Linked DNA regions of Rattus norvegicus: region 1 is linked to region 2. A link is a contact called in public Hi-C data. All regions are on one chromosome and are shown on one strand. Each heading gives the region's core, a stretch centred on a gene start, on an enhancer-like site or on the middle of the called end of the contact. The rest is flanking DNA. Distances are from core to core; before and after follow the strand shown. Region 1 has its middle 330 kb from the start of Rpl37al2. Region 2 holds the start of Bcor (BCL6 co-repressor).

Region 1 (7,689 bases), core at 560-3,059, 430 kb before region 2:
AATGATCTCAATGGTGCACAAAGGAACACAGAAAGAATGTAAAAGGAACTCAACAAGGTGATTCTTTCTGTAAGAAGGATGAACCAGAACCCAGACTGGGATAGCACCAGGCCAGGGGCAATGTGAGTCCTGTCTTCCACACCTGAAGTAGGTGGTAACTGAGAATCATTCGATTAGTGCGAGTTCAGTCTCACATCTGAAGTAACTGGCTAACCAGCACAAAGGGAGACCGTTCAGGAAATGAGCCCTTGTAGGGATAATAAGTTTGATTTTAAAAAACACAAGCATATATTTCTCACAACAGCAGGCACATAGCAAGAGCTCACTGCCATTAGTTACTATCAGATATGCTCAAAGTCCTTGTTGTAAAGGCCAAGTGCTAGATGTAGTTACTGCTGTGTAACAAATAAACCCAAACCATAGCAGTAACCATTGTATTAAGCCTATAGGGTCTGTAGATTGGGAATTCCCTTGGGATACAGTGGCTGCCTTGTTCCTGCTTCACAGGGACTGGGCCTTGGGTGGGAAGACTCCAAAAGCAAGGACTGACTTGAATGACTACGGATATTTAAAGCCCCCCCTGTATATGTCTCTGGTATATAACCCCATGGCCTCTTCAGCTGGAAGGCCTACAAGGATCCTCACATCTTACATAGCTTTTCTGAACTTCAAGAATTAGTATCCAACAAGCAAAGTAGAACCCTCACCATTCAGAGAATGTGGCCATTCTCTGAAGTTACATCATGCCCCCTTTGACATATTCCATGGACTGAAACGGACTGAAGCAAACACAAGCCCAATGAACTCGAAAGGAGGGGACCCAGAGTCCATCTCTCATTGGAAGAGACATTAAAGAATTTTCTGCTACGTTTTAAAGCCACCACTCAGTTATTTCTGGTAACTGACAGTTGAATAGGCTTTTGTGGGTTAACTGGAAACCTCAAGACTTTTCTTAGCAGTGTTTCTATGGAAACTATATGTTTGGGTCCAGAAAACAGGCTTCCCAGTTAACTATGAAATGCAACTCATTCACAAGGTACAACTCTCTGAATTCTCATCATCTCTTCCAAACTGCAGACATGGTGAACACAGCTACCAATACTATGTACCAGCTAATCAACAATGTGGACAGAATACTTACTGTATACACTGCTCTGCACTGTTCATGACAAAGGATTGTATCCTTTGCTCCTCCCAGCCTTATAGATCGTATGGTTACTTGCACTTCATAAATGAGGAAAGACAATGGGCAAACCAATGGCCATATAGCTGGCACCATGGCCAATTTTTGAAACCAGGTCTGTCTGATTTCCCAAGCCCACACTTAACTAACCATAATGGAATGACCCCACAAACTCCACTTGAGGAAACGAAGATGTCTGGAGATGTCTTAAGGCCATGAGACCCTGCCCAGGGGGATGGATATATCAGAGAAACTGGCAAGGGCATAGTTATCAGTCTTCACCACAGGCGACCTGTCTTGTGAAAGGAGGTCAAGGGCCACCAAAGGGACTGCCCTCCTTACTGGGTATAACTGGGTCACAAATTCTCATCATGTGGCCAGAGTCAATTTATGTCCTCCAGCCATCCCTGCCTTGCCCCTGAGTTCTCAGCCTTCTTTGTCCCCACAGCCCCATCCTTCCTAAAGCAGAGCAGAGTGAGCCACACTCAGCTTTTTGTCCCCATGCACGGATGGGGAATGAACAGACGTTTTTGTCTCTGACTGTACAATGCCATTTGTGTGGGGGCAGCTCTGGGGTGGTGCTGGGGGAGGGAGCAGAATGAGGCCAACACAGCCCCCATTCTCCGGAGCTGGTAACAGACAGTCCCAGCCACACAGCAGGAGGCTGAGTTCAGGTTGCCATGGCCTTGGGTCCTGGGCTACTCAAGAGGAAAAGAGGTCTCTGCTCTGTTGGGCCTTGCACAGAGGTTTCACAGTCAAGTGTCTGTATTGCCAGTAGCCTCCCCCTCCTCACTGTTCTCCCAACATCCCTCTTCCACCCCCACCCTGAATTTGAGATGAGAAAACTCCCTTGTCTGGGGCTTTTGCAATGATGATGAAAGCCTTTCCCCCTTTTTGAGAATTCATCTCTGCATTCCACAGGGGGCATTTATCACCCCGTGCCCAGGATGCAGACATCGCCCTCCTTCAGATCCTCCTGCTGAGAAAGAAGGCCTTGTCAGACACATGAAACCAGCCACTCTGGACATCTGGACAAGGCATAGCCCTCTGGCTGAGCACAAGGCTGCCCTGAACACTGGAGACAGTGAAAGGAAGGCCCTTGTTCCCAGAGCCAAAGGCCCAACTAAATGGCTGCAGCTGGGCACAGAGGGGGTGATAGGGGTGAGGAGGAACCAGGCCCTCTTGGCTGGCTGCCTTAAGCATCTCTATATGACAGCCTAGAAAGCAAGTCTGCTTGCTAGAGAAGCTTCTAGAGCTGCCTTAGGACTGCCCTTTGGCTAATAGTTTAACTCATAACTGGTAGCAACTAAGAGTTCCCTTTGTCTTTAAAGTGCCCCATCTTCTAGTGAAAGCATCTTTTTCCTATAGCTAGCCATATTAAAACATCTGAGCCTTCGAGAACAAGCATCCCCATCCATAAAATTATGACCCAGCCCTTGCTGGCCAATCAGTTTTCTCCAATACTCAAGCATAGTCATTGGGTATTTTACCTCTAGCTTGGCCAATCAAAGCCCTCCTTGGGACTTCTTTCCCAGAGGTAAGATCTCTGTTCCCACCACGATAGTCTGAGACTTTTCACAGCCAATGGTTATCCTGAAGCTTGATTAAAAAGAGTGACAGGCTATAAAGTTACTATTTAATTTTAGACCCTGGTGGACCTGGGTCCACCTATGACAGAAGCTATTGGCTAGATATTTGAGGTCCTGACACCAATTCTACTTTGTGTTCCAGCTGATCTGAGTGGTGTTTCTATCATTTCTATCCATAAGAGATTCTCATAGCTCTCCTTCAAAGTCCTTCAGGAGGCATTTGAGGGTCTGTGAAGAAGTCATAGCATAGCCACCCCAAGTTTATGCTCCAGAGAGCCAACCCCCTGCTACCCGTTCTAGAGCAGGCATGTCCCCAGCCAAGCAGCTCTGAGAGGAAACCTGACTCCTGGATCTTTAAGTACCTATGGCCCAAAGACACCCTGGGAGGGACCCATAGATTTTATACTTCATCGAGTGGCCGGCTGGGACAAGGTGTTGCATTGATGGCAGCGAGCCAACTGCCAGGTCTGAGAATGAAGTTCCTACCAAACTTCCTCAAAAGCTATTCAAAGGCACATGCTTTGTTGCCTATGGAGAAGACACAAGTACAGGACTGTCCAGGGACCTTCAGGAGCACCTCGGGAGCACTGTCTTCAGACACAGGTTCCTATGCTTCAGCAGAAAAGGCATGCAGCTCATTTCCCTGTCTCCCCTGGTTCTTCCTCCCCAACTTCTGCAGTCTCTGCCAGGTCTCCAATCCAGTGAGTGTCATTCCCCACCCCCACCCCCACCCCTGCCCCATGACTGTTGCCAAATCCCTTTCTGACTCTCTCACTCCCGCTAGCTCTCACCATTCTGAACCATCACGCTTGAAAATAATGTTACTCACAACCAACCTTATGACAAGTTCTTAATCCATGGCACTACTTAGTAAACAGGCATTGTCGCTCACATTTTACAGAATAGGAAACTGAGGCTTGAGAAAGGATTTCCCCCAAGCTGCACAGCAATACTGAATTCAAAAGTCCCCATTTTCTTTGTCCTGTAGCCCTGTCTTCCTCTGATGCTAGACTTATCTGGGCACGTGACCAATATTGATTAAACCAAGTCTCATAAGATGCACTGAACTGAGCCATACAGGCAAGAGGACAGCAAATCTTTTGAAAACAGCTAGTTGTAAGACCTAGTACTTATCGTCTGCAGTCTGCAAATGGGGGATAATAGTATCTACTTTATAGGTTTGCTGTCAAATACATATGCAAAAAATTCTAATGTTGCGTACATGGCTGATAAACAGTACGTACTCAATAAATACTATGGAGTGTCACTGTTACTCATATCCAATGAGCCAAGCCTGAAGCAAGCATTTTAATTCCCTTTACCCAAAGACAACCGCCAACCACTTTGCTCAGTATGAGAAACAACCAAGAAGACAGATCTAAACAATCCAGTGACTCTCCCAGGCTCTCCTGGCAGGATCTGAGTTGCTTTCACTGTCTCTGGGAAACACATTGCTCCACTGAGAGTATTAGAGGACATGGGGCAGCTGCCAAGCAAGCCACTCCGCGTCTTATTGAGGAGCAGTCTTGCACACCAGGGTAAAGGTCACTGTGATGTTGCCCACGTGGCTGAGTCAAACCCCAGTGAGACTCCATGCCCAGGATCTGCCACTGACACAGGTCTGACTCCCTGCAGGTCACCATACACAGAGCTCCCGTGTGCCTGAATGCCAGAATCATTTAATGATTTACAAAGATCAAGATCAATGGCTTCAGCAATTTCTGGGAAGCAGTAACTCAGCGAGCTGTGGAAGGTTCTCAATTTGCTGTCTCCAGCCCAGCTCCGTGGCAGGATTTATGCTGAATGGGCTCCACGTGGCAAATATATCCTAGGATCGGGCCCCATCCAATCACCCCACCCAGGAAGTGCTAGCATAGTGACATCACCCTCACAGCTGCCAAGTCCCCCTTGCTCTGAGGGGCACTCTCTCATTTCACATTAATTAGAAGGCCATTTTCCAGGCATTTCCATCCCATAATGAAGGGCTTTCTGCAACAGTTCAGTGAAATATTAAAATATCTGACTTTGAATCTTAAAAGGAAAAAAAAAAACCCATCCCGCCTCTGCTGTGTAACTCACATTTCATGAAGTGAGAAGTAAGGCCAGCCTGTCCCACATGCAGACAGGGGAGGTAGCATTGCCACTGAACACCACTGAACACTGGACACTGGGTTATCTTCATGCCCCAACATCCGCCTCTGATGGGAACATGGGGGAGGAGGAGAAAGAAAGGTTGAGAAACTAGGAAAACAATACGGATGAGACTTAGAACTTCCAGACGGCAGGACATACTGGCTCACTTCTGTAAGCGCCTCACTTTGAAAGCTGAAACAAGAGAATCATTGCAAGTTCAGCGTCAGCCTGGTGCTGGTGCTAGCCTGGAGACTTCCTTTGCCCAGTGGAGCCTTAGCAAGAGTAACACCGGCAGAGCCTAGATAAGCATGTGTACAATGATCTCTTAGAACACTCTCTCCTGGACTCCAACTACCGCACAAAGTAGCCCAAGCTAGCCCCAGGAAGAAACACCCCCAAACACCCTAACTCTGCTCCATTCAGAAGGCCTCCCAGCCATCCCCACCAGAGAGTTCCATCTACCTCAGCCACAGCAGATGCCTGAAGTAAGATCAGCAAATAACCCAGCTCATTCTCCAATCAAGCCACAGAATCATGAAGAATAACAGTCATGTTTGCTTTAACCAAAGGTCAAGACACCTTCCTGGTGTCCCCCATGAAAGGTCTGAAGATCTGATCTTCTGTAGGTCCCTACTAACTACTGTGCTTCTCCCCTCCCCTCCTCAGCTAAAGCAAGGTGTCTGCTAAACAGTAGAGTCTCAGGCAATGAATCAGGATTATCAGACACCTCACTCCACTCAGTCAAGAACCTTTATTGTGTTAACGAACCAGGAGTCAAGGGTTAAAAGGATATAAGATACAATGTCCTTTGTGCTACCCTGTGTGGCAAAGAGTGTACTAGTAGAAGCATAGTATGAATCCTCAGGAATGATGAGACTCTAAATTACACACACACACACACACACACACACACACACACACACACACACACACACACCAACATATACAATGATTATGTATGTAATTGCCTCATGTTATATCACAAACTAAGTATTGAAAGGCTGTTTTGTATTTCAAAGTCCTTGCTATAATGAATTAATAAGAATGCTGTGCAATCAACATATTAATTGTATGTAAATGGTGTTTTTTAAAAGCTTTAAAACAATCTATTCCCCAGAGCATTTTAAATAGGCCCCCTGGAAAGTTGTTTATGTAGTCATTTGTGTGGCAAACTTCTCTCCCCCAGCCAGTTCCTTCAACCCTGAGGAACAGGATGAAATCTAGCTGGCCTTTTCTTCCTTTCTAGGACCCAGGAGCAAATGTCTTGGGTGCGGGGGCTGGGATCTGTCCCAGCAGCTCTAAATCTGGTCACTTGTTCTTTTTCCTCTGTCTTCTTGTCCCTTCTCTCCTGCACAGATTCCAAATATGGTTCAAATGGGGACCAAACAAAAATAATCAAGCCACTAATAACTGCTCACTTGGCCCTGCCATGTTTCCAACCTGGTGTAGAAAGAGAAGCTTCTTAAAGCCAGGCATCCCATACGTTCCCAAGACAACCATCAACATTCAAATGTCACCAATCACTCTGTACGGTCACATCAAGCTAAAGCAATAAGCCAGGAATTGTAGTGCACTAAAAGACGTTCAATAAGAAAATGCATGAATTTAAGACATAGAGAAAGGCATCTTTTGGTTTCATTTTTATTTGGGCTCTGTGATCGTTAATTTTAAATGTCAACTTGCCATGACCTAGAATCATCCGGGAAGAGAATCTCCGTGAAGGAATCACCTCATTCAGGTCGGCCTGTAGGCATGTCTGTCAGCCACTGTCTTGATTGTACACTGTGGCCAACGCCATTTCCTAGGTCCCTAACTGATGTCAGAGTAGCAAAAGCTCGTTGAGAGTGAGCAGCGAGCATGAACAAGTAGGGATGCCTTTCTTCTCTCTGTGTTGTTGGCTGTGGGTATCCTCTGATTAGCTGCTTGAATTCCTACCTTGATTTCCCCAAAATGATAGACCCTGTAAGCCTGGAATCGTGAGCCAAGCAGACCCTACCCTAATCAGCTTTTGGTCAGGATGTTTTGTCACAGCAACCCAGATGAAACTGGAACAGACTCTGAAGAAATTAGCCTGATTCTCAGAGACCTTTGATAAGTGAGGTTTCCAATAAGTACGGCCTTGAGCATACATAGCTGTAATCCCAGCACCCAGAGGCTGAGACAAGGGGTCCATGGGTTTAAGGTCAGCCTGAGAGGCATAGTGAGATCTCATATAACACAAACCAAAAGTATAGGTAAAACAAAACCCAGTGAGTAAAAATAACACGTCTGAAGACAGTTTGGAGAGCCCTGTGTGAGGTATGTTTGGAATTCAGTACCCCTCTCCAGAATGTCTCAGGGTGGTCCTCAGACGTTACCTTAAGTCTTTCTTCTCCACACTGCACCCTATGAATGTGTGCTTACTCCACTGAGTGTTTAAAATGGTTTTTGCTTTTCTTTATTCACTATGTGTGCACATCTGCCACAGAGTACAGGCAGAGGTCAGAAGATGACTTGCAACACTTTGTTCTTTCCTTCTACCATATGGGTTCTGGGGATTGAACTTCGCTTTTCCGGCTTGGTTGCAAGTTCTCTCACCAACTGAGCCAAGCCACTGGCCCTCTCCTGATTTTTCCCCAGGTTCCCTGGAAGCTGTAGCATGATAGTGAAAACACTGTGCATCATGACCTGGGACACACAGCCCAACTGTAGCCACATTGGTAACAAAGTAGGCCTTTTTCACTTCCTGGTCAGGAATAGCTAAAAAAAAGAGAGTAGAGATGTAAATGCAGCATTCTACAGGCT
Region 2 (7,088 bases), core at 3,077-5,576:
AGTGAAAGTCTACCTCAAGACAAAGCGGAGGTCTTGGTAATTAGGCCCCTGTATCTAAGCACAGGCTATGTATGCATCTCTGTGCCTTTTGTGCCTTCCCAAGTGACCCTCCTCTTTACTTCTTTAAATGGGTTTTGTCTTGGCAACACATAGAAACCCTGCCCCAGGTTCCAGCGTCACGCCATCTCTAGTTTTCCTTTTAGACTATCACTGTGCATTTCCTACATTCACACACCCATGTTTACATTCCTCTTGACCAGTTCTTTAGCTCTGATGTATCTCTTGTTCTATTAGGACATAGGGACCAAAGCCTCTTGATTTGTCCCAGCACTTGTCATTCAGGGATACATCTTAATCTGAGCATTCCTTTCTACTGCTTAGGTTCTCTGGCTATCAGTCTAATGAAGTTCATTTCCTGGCCAAACCAGCATGGCTTTGCAGTTTAAGTGTAAACAGAGGAACCTTAGGCCACAAATTGTTAAGGGGAAAAGAAGGGAAGGAATAAGTTAGTTATCTATTGGGGGATCTATTTATCAATATTCAGCTCAGAATTGAACTAGACTAACTGATGATGAGTTACATTAAATTTTACGCCATTGATATACAAATGATAGATTCTTTAAAGTGTCCAGACCACCTCCGATTTGGATTGTCTCCCGCACATGTCTGACTATAACTATTCACAAGTTCGTGGTTAAGTGTTTCTTTAGGTTCTCCCACCAGTGCATACACACTGTACTTGGCATCTCAGGCTTGGGGCCTTTAATCTGGAGGAGTTTGGGTCAGCGCCTTTGCCCAATTAACCTCTGAAACTCAGATTCTTAAGTGAGGGAGCCCATTTTGTGTTCACAGCTCCCCCCCCCCACAGAAGTACTAGGTCAAGCTAGTACTCTGTCTAGCAGCTGCATTCGATTTGTGAAAGAATTGGCGGATGCACACAGAAGAGAAAGGATAACACTAGTAGGTCTAGAACTCAGGCCCCCACCCCGCGGACCACTCTACCCCCAGTCACTTTTACTAGACTCGACCCCCCCCCGCATTAAACTATTTACCGCACTTAAAGGGTTAAGAGACGCCCCCCCCCCCCCAACCTGCTTTCCACCGGGTAAGCAAGCCTGGCTTGCTGGGCCTGCAGGCTAGCTTTAGCTTGCTGGCTCACAGCTCTCGGGAGTCTGCTGCCCCCCACCACCCCCCCCCCGTCCTTCAGCCGGGAGGGAGTCTGCATGCCTGTCTAGACCGATCTATCACCCGCACACCAACAACACCCGCGAGAGCGCGGAGACCCTGCTCAGGTCCCCCTGGCCCGCACGGTTCACAGCGGAAGGAGTCCAGCGAGCGTGACGGCGCCTGCGGGGTAGGGGGTGAGGGTCCAATAAGAATCTGGCCGCCCCGAGCACCCTGCTAGTCTTCCCCAGACCCTACCCCTTGCGCTCGCATCAGCCAGGCTACCCCGGCACTGTCACAGCTCTGCGCGCTGGGCAGTCCTATTTTTATCTTGTCTAATCCCAAACTGGGCGGGGAGCACAGGCGTCGTGCTTAGAGAACAAGAGATAGGCGAGGGAGGCGGGGAGGAGCAGCCAGGCAGCAAAGCGAGCTAGAGCGAGTTAAAGACACAGTGGAGGCGCCGCGAGCAGGAAGAAAGAGCGGGCTGTGAGGACCTCGCGGCGCCGCACGCAACACACAGCCCTGCGAAGTTATCCTGGCCTGCCCGCTGTCCCTCACTGACCACCCCTCCCCACTTCCCAGCGGCACTCTCCGCAGCGCGGGGGCCCGGGCTGTGTGGGAGGCGGAGGCCAGGCCGGCCCTGCAAAGGGCTGGAGAGAATCGCTAATGAGCTGTGCGGCCCATTGATCCAGAGAACACTTCCTAATTAACTCTCAGTCACCTACTGGTGACAGCGCCTCAAAGGAGAGAGCTGGGGCCGATGGAGCCCCAGTCCAGACCTACCCGCCCAGCGCCTGGTGACCGAAACCCGCGTGATCCCCTAACCACCGCAGGCAACTCACGTATGTGGTGGTGTTCACCCGCACACCAAAGGCCAGCCTCAGATTAAACCTGGACGGCAAATTAATCATCACCCCTTCGCGTCTATGCGACACAATCCAACCCCAAATAAACAGCAGAGGCGACACTGCAACCCAGACCAGGTAACAAGTCAGGGAAGGAGTGGAAAGGATCGAGAAGAGAGTATTCCCCCAAGAGTCCACATATAGGCGTCTCTGAGGTCGACAATTAAAATACCTTCCACACAAGAAATTCTGTTGGCAGAATCCAGCACCGTGTACAGGTCGATCTCTCCCGGAGGTGTCCGTTTCCAATCCACAGGAAGTGTCAGATGGCTAGAAATACCAAGTCTGTCTACTCACCACCCACTACCTTCTGGGGTGGGCTATTTCCTCTTTTTTTTTTTTCAACTCCCGGTCCATTTTAAAGGATTTTTTTTTTTCTGTCCAAGGAGCTCACCTTAGAACCAAGTAGCAGTACTCGTCCCCTAGCATTCTCTCAATAAGGGTGCGCGGGGAGGGGGTTACACAGTTAAAACCCCGGACTGTCTAGTCTAGACGCAACCAGGCAGGATGAATACCTATTTGAAGCGCGCTGGTTTCTTTTAAGGTTTGTTTTTAAATAAACATAACCCTCCTCCAGTTCCTTCTTCGCTTTTCTATTCCCCCAACCCCCACCTTCTAGACGCCGGCGGCGCGCGCCTTCGCGCGGGCACTCAAAGCGTCTAGCTGGAGGTCGCGGACTTTCTGGAAAAGATTCATTAACAGCAAATTAAGCCTGGCTCAGCCTCGGCCTACTAGGGGACAAGCTCGGTCTTCTTCGGGACGTGGGTACGTGTTCCGTTGAGCAACCGGGCAGCCAGAAGTCCGCTGGGACTACACGTGCCACGAGCCACCCTACTCGGTTCAGGGCGCTCCTAGGCTCTCTTCGTAAATAGCAGGCGCTCTTCGCCACAGCCCGGAGTCCCCGGGTTTCTGGTGGCTCTGTAGCGCAGCCTCCCGCCTGCTCCAAGCGCTGGCCCTGTGCCGCCTCGCCCTCTCCGCCTCAGCCGAGGATCGCGCCCGGTGCGCAAGTTCCTCTTCGCCTAGAGCCCTCGCGTCGCCCGCCCTCCGAGTGGGACCAACTTCCCCGGGCCGCAGACTTTCACACGCCCATCAGGGCTTCCCACCAGGTTCCCCACAGCCCAGCGGAGGGCTGAGAGCTCTGCTCGCTCCCCCACGCCGCCCCTAAACAAGCGGTCTACACTGGCTCCAGGAGGCTCCGAACTTAAAACCTACGCGAAGGGAAGAGATGGGAAAACGGGGGTGGGGGGAGTCGAATTAGAATCTTAAAAGAACATTTACAAAACAATGCATCTGACCTGGCCGGCCGGCGTACTGGCCCAGTCCGAATCTCGAGCTCTCCAAGGTTCCCTAGTAGTTTTCCCCCCGTTATTCCACGTGATTCATGCTTTGGGGCAAGCCAAGAAAAAACCCGGACTCCCCTCCGGAGTTGAGCGACGACGGTAGGTCGAGCTCGGCTCCGTCCGAGGCGCCCGCTGCACACACTAGCGCACGCACAAGCCGTCGTTCCACTCGGAGGCACCACCGGCCCCTGGAGAGGCCAGACGAAGCAAAGGCGGCTGGGGGTTTTTACAGTTCTTTTCCGAGTCGAAAAAGAAAGCAGACGGGAACCCGCCGCCCTCCCCTTCCTGCTAGCGAGGTAACGCCGAGACGAGCTTCCTAGCTTCCAGCCCAGCACCCCCCCCCCCGCGCCTGACTCCCGACGCTCGGCGACGACCGCGCTCCCGCGCAGACACACAGAGGCTGCAAACTTCCACTCGCTGAACTCTCGATCCTCCCAACCCCTCGGGAGGCGGCAGGTCCCCCGTCGAGTCCCTCCCTCCCGGGTGCCCATGCGGGGGCCGCTTAGGTTGGCTGCATTTTTAATAACTTGCAGCTCTGATGTAAAAACGAAAGCGAACAAGGTAGCTAAACCTCCCGACGGGGATCTACTGGAGTAGAAGGAGAAACCCTTTAAGGGAGGAGGTCGGCTGCAGTCCCGGCGCGCCAGCCCGCCCGCGGCCCCCGGGGAAAGGTGTTCCGGGCACTGACCTGAAATCCCCAGTCGGGAAGTAGGCAGGGAGCCCTCGATCCGGCGTTTTGAAGTTTTCCCCGGAGCGGAGTCCAGGCGGCGAGGAAGATCCGGGGGCGGCTAGCTGGCTGGCTGGGTGGACGTGTGCGGGGTCGGGAGAGGGCGGCTACGCTAAAGAGCAGAGGAGCCCGGCCGGGAAAGCGCAGCGAGCAGCAAAGTTTGGCTTCCTCCGGTGCCCGCAGTCCACTCCCAGCGCCGCGCTTGCTCGCCTCTGTCTGCAGCGGCTCTGCTGCCCTAAGGGGTCGGCCCGGCAGAGGGGTGGGCTTTGGGCCGCGTGGGGGTGGGGCGGGGCGGGGCGGGCTGCGAGCTTAGGGCAGGTGGCGACGGCCCCGCGCGATCCTCTCCTCCCGCAGCTGGACCGGGCTCCGTCAGCCTCAGCAGCTCCCGCGCCGCCGCTGCCGCCCGCGCTCGGGCAAGAGCCCCAGCGCCATGTTGACGGTTCGCCGAGAGCGCCCGCTCGGGCTGGGTGTGTGTGTGAGCGAGTGTGTTGGCCAAGTCGTCCCTCCGCGGCGACAGCGCGGCTCGGGCTCTCCGCCCGGCGACTCGCGTGGTCCCCCTCCGCCACCACCGCCCGCCTCGCTCCCGCTCTCGGTCGTGCTCTGGGTTCCGGCGCGTCTCCCCCTCGGCTTAAGAGCTCGGCCGCCGTTCAGCCCGGAGCGCGGCTCTGCCTCACCTTGCCGCTGGGAGCCCGGGCTCCGTCTGCTGCCGCACGCCGCGATCCCAACGCGTCCCCCCTCCCAGGTTCCCTCCTCTTCCTCCTCCCCCTCCCTCCGCCCGCCCTCCCTCCCTCCCAACAGCCGCCTCCCCTCCCCCCTCAGGCGCAGCGCTCGGGCGACAGCCGCCCGCCCGCCCGCCCGCCGCCGCCGCCGCCTCCAGCTCTCGCAAGTTTGAGATCCCCAGTCTCCGCTCACCCTCCGCTGCGGCGCCTCCGCGGTGGGGTTTCGGGAGGGGGTGATTCCCCAGGAAAGGTTCGCCCGACTTTCCCCGGCTGTCACCGATTCCCAGCCGGGTGCATTGGGGCCTCGCCACATCTGAACCCCAAAACATCTGGGTGGCGGGTCTTGTCGTAGTACCCCCCCCCCAACTCTACCGCCCTCTGTCCTCTCCGTCCCAGCTCCGGCCGAGTTGGCTATTCACGCCCAGCCAGGGCTCACGTCCTAGGGGGAGTGGAGACCGACTCCGCAGCGGCGACGGCTAGGTCGGCCAACAGATCCCCAGCCCCAAGAATGGGGGGCGGCGGGGGCGGCTTTTCCTGCAGCGCGCCGAGACTCCCCTTGCTACCCAGAAGGCCAGTGGAGGACCGCAATTACCATAAAGCGCCTCGCACTCCTCTCAGCCAAAGCTGTCAAACCCCAGCGGCAGGCGCCACTGCCTCCTCTCGCCACCAGCGCTGCGCTCTCCGGGCCTAGCGTCCCCTCCGAGACCCAGCCCAGCAAAGCCTGAGTGCGCGTGGGCGTCCACCCCCCACCGCACCTCGCCCCTTCTTCCCAGAGGAGCTACTTCCCCTTCAGGCGTTAAGAGCTACGTGAAAACACCACCACGGGCAACAGTGGCAGTTCCGCGCCCTTGCTCCCCGGACATTTCAATTGTGTGGGAATTGTGTAGAGGTGTGTGTGTGGGGGGGTGTTCCCGGGGACACAAGGGGGTAGGAGGACCGTAAAGGGAACCGGGATGCGCCTGAGTTTCTCCCAGTTTTTGAGCATTTCACGGCCCGGACCTCCGATGGCTGAAAGGTCTGCCCTCATCTCTCACCTCGGCCTCGTGAGAGTATCTCCCGCGTTTTATTTTACTTGGCCGGGAACAACTTTTGGCTTCACCGTTCAGCCCATAAATTTTCACTCGGTAACGTCGTGCAGATCAGGACTCGGCGGCAGTGTACAGCCTGCGCCCGCAGCAGTTCAATTCAATTGACACGTATCGAGCTTCTCCTACGCACCAGGAGCAGCTCTGGGCGCCAGAGGGGGGAAGGGCAGGCAAGCGAAAGGGGGAAGCCGAGAAGCGAGGTTCCGGCCTCCCCCGAGCGCAGAGCCTCAAGGGCAAACCCAGCTTCACTTCATAAAGCTGGCGGGAAGGGAAGTCAGGGCACCCTGGCTGGGAGCTCTGACACCGAGGCCAAAAGGTTACCCCATTCGGTGCTTCTATGGGGGTCTTTCAATTCTGGGATGGGCTGGAGTATGTCTTCTGCCTAGGAACAGGATGATGCAGGCTTGATGAGAACCTAAGTCCGAAATGGAAGTGGCTAGTAAACCCACACGGAAAGTTTTTAAATATCCTGGAGCGTCTACATGCCAAAAATTAATCAAAAGCATCTCAAGTTGATTACCAAGTCAAGGTCAAGGCCAAAATCTCATCTCTAGCTAGAAGATATTTTCCCTTTTAAAAATGACACCCATTACTGACTGTGGGACTGATATTAGGTGCAATTTTATTCATTCTGTTTTAGTTCTCAGCATACTTATAAAAACAGCCCTTCTCAAAGCAGAAGTGAAACATCTCTACCGTTTGAAACCCGAAACTTTGAACAGAATTAAATCTTCATGCTCCAGAGCTGCTTGTAACAACTGATGCAAAAGACAGGCAGGCCGGCGGGTAGTGCCTAGCTGTGCTGGCTGGGCCGCCAAGGCTTCCAGGACCAGTGCCTGCAGAATGGAATGCACGCCTTTTTCTTCCTGGTCTTTCTTGAGGGGCGGAGGGGGGTGCCTCTGAAAGCTAACCTACACATTTTTTTAATCTCCGGTAACAAGCAGAAAGACACCTGGACTATTATGCTGTAAAGCTATTTTTTATAAAGACGTTTTAGGGCTAGACATTAAAAGTTATTAGACTGAATGCATGCGAGTTACAGACACAGCTGGGGGGAAAGGCCGCTGGTTGTGTGTTGTAGAAACATTTCTTTTTGAAGCGACTCCTTTTATTCAAAACAAGTCTTAAATAACCGGGAAAGCTGGAGT

What was found. A called contact is a pair of places that touch in the nucleus more often than the background predicts.
Region 1: a Hi-C map of Schwann cells shows a contact between it and region 2, with 3 times the contacts expected there. The contact joins the enhancer-like site here to the promoter of Bcor in region 2. A contact is called at or near these places in 1 of 12 Hi-C or Micro-C datasets (Schwann cells) and 1 of 1 datasets of contacts at active chromatin or transcription factors (oligodendrocytes).

The regions. Positions count from the first base shown.
Region 1 is chrX:13,789,196-13,796,884 of GRCr8, reverse strand. No RefSeq gene overlaps it. Among named protein-coding and RNA genes, the nearest start is that of Rpl37al2, 330 kb to the right of the region's middle. Within about 2 kb of position 1,809, at least 36 of the 93 cell types and tissues checked have an H3K27ac peak or open chromatin away from gene starts, as enhancers often do. A contact at or near this core is called in Schwann cells, where this site is marked.
Region 2 is chrX:13,357,614-13,364,701 of GRCr8, reverse strand. It overlaps Bcor (BCL6 co-repressor), which reads right to left and starts at 4,326. Exons shown (of 15, transcript NM_001191586.1): 1 at 4,098-4,326.